Regions from separate parts of the Pan troglodytes genome. Here region 2 is linked to region 1. Evidence: chromatin contacts called from public Hi-C data. All regions are on one chromosome and are shown on one strand. The core of a region is the stretch at or near the end of the contact, and the rest is flanking DNA. Distances in the headings are between cores, read along the strand shown.

Region 1 (3,137 bases), core at 277-2,776:
GTGAGATGATAGCAGGAGACAAATGAACACATCACCCAACCTCTCTGGGCCTGTTTTCTCATCTGCAAAATGGCTGGATGCTCTCCAAGTCGACTTAAAGACAGGACAACCCTCTGAGGGAATTTCTCTGAGTGTGCCCCTTTTTTTTTTGAGACAGAGTTTCGCTCTTGTTGCCTACGCTGGAGTGCAATGGCACGATCTTGGCTCACCGCAACCTGTCTCCCGGGTTCAAGCGATTTCTCCTGCGTCAGCCTCCCAAGTAGCTGGGATTACAGGCACGCACCACCACGCCCGGCTAATTTTGTATTTTTAGTAGAGACGGTATTTCTCCATGTTGGTTAGGCTGGTCTCGAACTCCCGACCTGAGGTGATCTGCCCGCCTCGGCCTCCCAAAGTGCTGGGATTACAGGCGTGAGCCACCGCGCCCGGCAAGAGAGTGCCCAATTTTAAGTGATCCTTCCTATTGCTTCCACAAAACGCCTGCATACCACATATCCTCAATTTCGAGAAAATAGCCACTGGTTTAGAACTCTCAAGTACTGTGATTCACAGCACACTTTGGAGGTTGCACGTTTAGGTTCTGGAAGAGGCCCTCAGACGGCCCTTTGGCTCAGCGGTCCCCCGAAGGTGCCTGCCCAGCATGTCGAGGGGTCCTGACCAGCCTGCCCGCGGGGTGGGGCGGGCCTGGGGCAGCCTGAGAGCCGCTCCGCCTGGCGACCCAGTGGGCCTCCCCGGGCCCGCCCAGAGGCCTGGGCGGGTTCCAGCGGTGGGCGCCGGTCGGGGTGCGGCCTAGGCCGCGGGCCGGTGGTTAGGGGCTCGCAGGCCGGCCACGCCCGAGAGTCTGCCCGGGACAAACCCTTCCGTTAGGGCGCGAGGGAGGCGCTGCAGGCCCTCAGTTCCTCGGCCAAGGAGACAAGCGCGGCCCGCGCGGCCCGCCCCGCCAGCCTTCCCGCCTCCGCCGGCGCGCGGCTTCCGCGTGGCAGGCCGCCCCGCTCCCCGGCCTGGCGCGCTGCCTCTTTGTCTCTCCGCGCCTCCCCTCCTCCCAGACAAATGGCTGTTGGCAGGAAATTGGACGCGCTCCGGGGAAGCCGCGCGCCGCGGGGAGGGGGCGCCGCGCGGCCAGAGGGCCTCGGGTGCCCCCAGCCGGGGCGGGGGCGGCGGGGATGTTTTGACATCTCGTCAAAGAAAGGAACTTGATGCTTCGAAAGTGCTTTTCACAGCCGGGCTGTGTCTGCTCCAGAGCTGATTTATATGCAGAATCTGCGCTCGCTTCTCCGCTCCCTCCCCCGTCAGCCCGGGGACGGCGCCGGAGGCGCGGGCGCGGCTGTGCCCGGCAGGATCGGGTTTATTTATTGCCTCTGGCCCGGAGCCGGGGCGGCCTGGGGACTGCACAGTTCCCTCTGCCCGAGCCCCTCCCCTTCTCTCCCCACCCCCCAAAGCCGGCTGCTTCCCAGGGGCCTGTCTTCCCCAAACCTCTTACCAGACTCTGGGCGGAGCCCTCCGACGGTCTGGGGTGGAAGTCGGGGACGGAGGCAGAGAGGTGGTAAGGCGCCCCAAGGGGCCGAATTCTGCACTACCTCGCACGGACCCAGTGGGGAGAGGGTGGTGGTGGTGGAGGTCACCACCTCTGCCCTAAGGTCGGAAAGGAGCCGGAGCTGCCAATCTGAAACTCCCTACCCTCCCAATAGCTCTGGAACCCCCTTCCTCCAGGGGCTATCCTTTCTCTCCAGGGATTCCTCTTTCCCCAGCTCCAGACAACCCCTTACTCCAAGGCCCCGGGAGCCCTTTCCCTTTAGAATAAATTAAGGAATCTCCAGCTTCTACTGGATCCCAGGAGAAGAAAGGTTTGAAAGATCACGTCCCTGGCAAGAGCCACAGCCCTCAGCCAGGTGATGGGCACAGGGCTGGGTACAGGTCTATCACAGTGCCCTGGCTTCACATCTAAAGAGTCCGGATGGCCACAGGGTAGAGCAGGGACATGTGTTCGGCTCCCTTAATGGGTAGCTTGCGGCTGGCATAGTGGTGCACAATTTCAGGGACGCTGCTGAAGGGCGGGCTGTTCTGGCCCAGCACATATTTGTGTTCCTTGGTTCGGGACAGCTTCATGTGCATGAATCCCTGGCTGCTCCTGGGAAGAGGAGAGGAGACTTTGGTGAGTGGGGGCTCTCCTCAGCCCCCTCATCCAGCCACCCAGTAACCCTCCCCAACCCTACAGCAAATGTGGTGGTTCCGAAGCCAGCTGAGAATGACAGGTGATTAGGGGAGGTGGAGGTCAGTCCAGAAAGAAGGGGTGGTGGTGGTGTAAGTAGGTAGCACTGGGCATTGGCTTTGTGGTAAGGCCACTGGTTGTGCCAAGAATGTGTGTATAGGGAGCATACAGGGTGTGTGCAGGTGGAAACTGAGCGACCAGCACCTCCCCCGACCCCTGCTGGCCAACCCTGGGGTCCAGGCACCCCGGCCCTCCAGCCTCTGTGGCCAGGGCCAGTTTAACCTCACCTTCCTTGAGCTCTTTGGTAGGACACCCGTGAGGGGCTGCTCCTGGTGACTCATGTGGAACCACATATGCCCTTGGCAGGAGGGTGGACAGATGTGACAACCAAGCTAGTCTTCGTTGGGGCTCTCCCTTCTAATGACTAGGGGGAAGGGGGAACCTGATCTGGAAGACCCCCCAAAATCTGGGAGTGCTCAGCTGCCTCCTCCTGGGGATATCCCTTCACTCTCTTGCTTTCTGGGTCTTGGACCAAGCCCCTAGCTCATTTATCCGGCCCTTCAGCCTACAATGACTTCACTCCCTTGCTCAGAGGAGACATGCTCCTGCCTCTGCCATCTCCCTGCCACAGCCAGGAAATCAGCATTAGTGCCTGGCCCCGCCCTCAAGACAAGGACCCCACTGCTCAGAGCTCTGGCTAGCTCCTAAATGTCCAGGGACCCTCGGCCCATGAGAGGGCATGGGAGTGAGACCTCCAAGAACATTTGTCTAAACCACCACAGGCTTGGTCTGTCAGGCCTCAGGTCTGAAACTCAAGCACAGGCAAGGGGTGAGCAATGTTTTGGGGAGCCCTGAAGCCTAAGTGTTATATACTGCTGGCCAGAGCCTACTTGGGGACAAGGATGGGGCTTAGAGGTTAGTGTGGAAA
Region 2 (3,168 bases), core at 127-2,626, 85 kb after region 1:
CACCTGTGGTCCCAGCTACTCCAGAGGCTGAGATGGGAGGATCACCTGAGCCCAGAAGTTAGAGGCTGCAATGAGCCATGATAGTGCCATTGCACTCTAGTCTGGGTGACAGAGCAAGACCTTGTCTAAGGAAAAAAAAAAAAAAGACAGAGAGCTTGTGCTTGAGGAGATCACTGTCTAGTAGGCGATGGTATGTGCTCTATAGGGTTCAGCAACAACATGGTGCAATCAGAGTGCAGGGAGGGGTCCTAAGTTTTATCCAGAGGGCGTCATAGAAAGCTTTCTTTCTTCCTTTCTTTCCAGGCCAGGATAAGTGTTACCAGCTCTGCAAAGTCTTTCTCTCCCTCTCTTTTTTTTTTTTTTTTTTGAGATGGAGTCTCGCTCACCCAGGATGGAGTGCAGTGGCATGATCATGGCTCACTGCAACCTCTGCCTCCTGGGTTCAAATGATTCTCCTGCCTCAGCCTCCTGAGTAGCTGAGATTACAAGCCTGCACCACCATGCCCGGATAATTTTTGTATTTTTAGTAGAGATGGAGTTTCGCCATGTTGGCCAGGGTGGTCTCGAGCGCCTGACCTCAAATGATCCGCCTGCCTCCGCCTCCCAGTGTGCTGGGATTACAAGCGTGATTCACCGCGCTCGACCTGCAAAGCCTTTGTTGACACATCCGTCTTTCCTCACTGATCTGTTCGTTTTTTGATGGCAGAGACCTTGTCTCTCACTCATTTTTATGTCCTCACACGGAAAACGGTGGCTGGCTAATAGTGGTTACTCAATAAGTATTTGTTGAATGGATTAATAATTCCTAGCATTTATTTGGCATGGAATCATGTACAGTCGTGCTGTCTATTGTTTTCTAGGGCATGTCTTTCCAGCACAAAATGATGGTAAATTTTCTGGGTGCAGAGACGGCTCTTACTGTATTTTACAGGCTACCCAGTGCCTAGTCCAGTGGTGGATAATGCTTACAGGAACGTACCTGTTAGAAGTTCTTACAGAATTCTTTCGTTTTGTTTTGTTTTCTGACAGGGTCTCACTCTGTCGCCCAGGCTGGAGTGCAGTGGTGCAATCACAGCTCACTGCAACCTCCACCTCCAGAGGCTCAAGGGATCCTTCCACCTCCGCCTGCCGAGTAACTGGAACCACAGTCCTGTGCCACCGCGCCCAGCTAATTTTTGTATTTGTTGTAGAGATGTGGTTTCGCCATGCTGTCCTGGCTGGTCTCAAGCGATCCGCCCGTCTCGGCCTCCCGAAGTGCTGGGATTACGGGCGGGCGCCACCTCTGCATAAGTCTTAGGCCTGCAAAACAGTCTTAAAAACATATAATATTTAACTTGAGAGGTGCAGTCCTCCTCTACAGTGAGGGCAGGCTCAGCGAAGGAGGGCCCAAGGCATAAAACTAACCAATGGCAGGAAAGCCCCCATGCCCCACCCAAGCTGCCCCTCCTCCCTCGCAGCTGAGCTTTTCTTTCAGTCCTTCACTGAGGAGCCAGAGGGAATCAATTCCACAAGCTGGGGTAAGTAAAGGTGTTTGGGGGAGGGCAGGTGCCTAATTTACAAATTTTTAAAGAGATCATATTTAAACTAAATGCAGGTAGTTTTGTGCCTAGTCAGGAAGGCCCTAATTTACACAATATAAGTTGGTTATGTATGTTTAATAAAATTATACTTCAAATGCTTGAAGAGATCACATTTTCAAAAGCAATTCCATGGAGAAGGGAATTTTCTGCAAAGTAAATAAATATCTCAGAATGAACTTATATTCTAATTGTGAATGTCCATGTATTAAATTTGCTTATTCTGAGGCCCAAATGTTTGCTTATTTTGTTTAAAAACTTTACTTGGGATCATTAACATTCATACTAATTATTTTAAATGTAAGTTTTGTTAATTTCAATGATGAGTTCTCTCTGGGGCATAAAAAACCAATTCTTATGCTACATTATAGTCAGGAATTTGAAGGCCTGTAAATTGTTGTCTGTTCAGCAATACTTTAGGGTCTGGGTCTTCCCAACTGCCTTCCTCCCTGTTTCCTTCTTACTCAGCAAGCTCAGTGGGGCCTCCCTGGGGCTAAAAGGAGTAGTTACCCTATGACTCTTCCGTTGAGGGTCCAAGTAGGAACCTTTATAGCCCAGATCCTGGGGCCCTGGGCGGCCCACTGATTCATTTCAATTCCACTGCCTTTCATTTCTCTTCTCCTATCTTACTGCCCCTTCTTTAGCTATTCACAAGAGGAAATAGGATTTTATTTTTCATTATTTATTATATAAAAATTACACATCCAGTCTCCTCAATTCTCAGTTCTTAAAGAAATCAACTAAGCCTTCAAAGACTTTTAGTTTTGCGTTTTCCATGGGTAACTGGTCCTAAAAATTCTCCCCATCCCCACAGGACAGAATGACCAATCTTTCAGGCTTGGCCCTGAATTTGTTTTTCAGTTGAGGAGAACAGGAGATGGAGAAAGCAAGTGGAAGACAGTCCATTGCTCTGTCCACAGTGGAGACTGGCACAGTGAACCCAGGGCTGGAGCTCATGGTAATCACCAGTTTTGTTTCTCTCTGCAGGGCTGTGGGCTGCTGCATGGCCTCCTGTAGGGTATTTGGCTGCTCTCAATCCCCATCATCCCTAGCAGGGCTCCATGACTGATCCCAATGCTCCCTGTGCTTGTAGGAAAAAGAAGTAGAGCCTGAGGGAAGCAAGAGGACTGACGCACAAGGACACAGCCTGGGGGATGGACTGGGCCCTTCCACTTACCAGAGGTACTGGTGTTTTGGAATCTTGTTCAGTTAGGAAAGGATCTAGGGTGGGCTGCCCCTTCAGGCAGCTTGTGGTATTATCACAACCGCTCCACCTTACCATGTGTACATATATATATGTATCTTACATAATTAATTAACTTAAACATGTGCCATAAACAACAGGAGTTCAGCAGTATCAGTGTTGGTTGCACTGAAAATAAAAATAATAACAACGGTAATAATGACTAACAGATTTTGAGTGTATACTTACTATTTTGCAGATTGCTTTATGTTACACATTTATTTTCATAACAACAGGTAGGTATTCATTTTAATCCCTTTAGAAATGAATTTACCATATAATTAAAAAAACAGTAGCTCTTCTGGAATACTCAGATTTGGGAATGGTGGAGAGGAAGGGAAACCTGGG

What was found. Hi-C and Micro-C count contacts between places; a contact is called where the count stands out from the background.
Region 2: a contact with region 1 is called in a Hi-C map of induced pluripotent stem cells, with 1.9 times the contacts expected there. The contact joins the promoter of SLC28A2 here to the enhancer-like site in region 1. A contact is called at or near these places in 2 of 7 Hi-C or Micro-C datasets (both in induced pluripotent stem cells).

The regions. Positions count from the first base shown.
Region 1 is chr16:37,148,160-37,151,296 of NHGRI_mPanTro3-v2.0_pri, forward strand. It overlaps SHF (Src homology 2 domain containing F), which reads right to left. Exons shown (of 9, transcript XR_008539569.2): 7 at 1,481-2,128. Among named protein-coding and RNA genes, the nearest start is that of SHF, 20 kb to the right of the region's middle. Within about 2 kb of position 1,527, at least 18 of the 24 cell types and tissues checked have an H3K27ac peak or open chromatin away from gene starts, as enhancers often do. A contact at or near this core is called in induced pluripotent stem cells, where this site is marked.
Region 2 is chr16:37,232,874-37,236,041 of NHGRI_mPanTro3-v2.0_pri, forward strand. It overlaps SLC28A2 (solute carrier family 28 member 2), which reads left to right and starts at 1,377. Exons shown (of 18, transcript XM_510372.7): 1 at 1,377-1,517; 2 at 2,439-2,535; 3 at 2,671-2,759. The coding sequence starts at 2,455. It overlaps LOC104002295 (a long non-coding RNA gene), which reads right to left. Exons shown (of 7, transcript XR_008539572.2): 3 at 3,010-3,163; 4 at 980-1,311.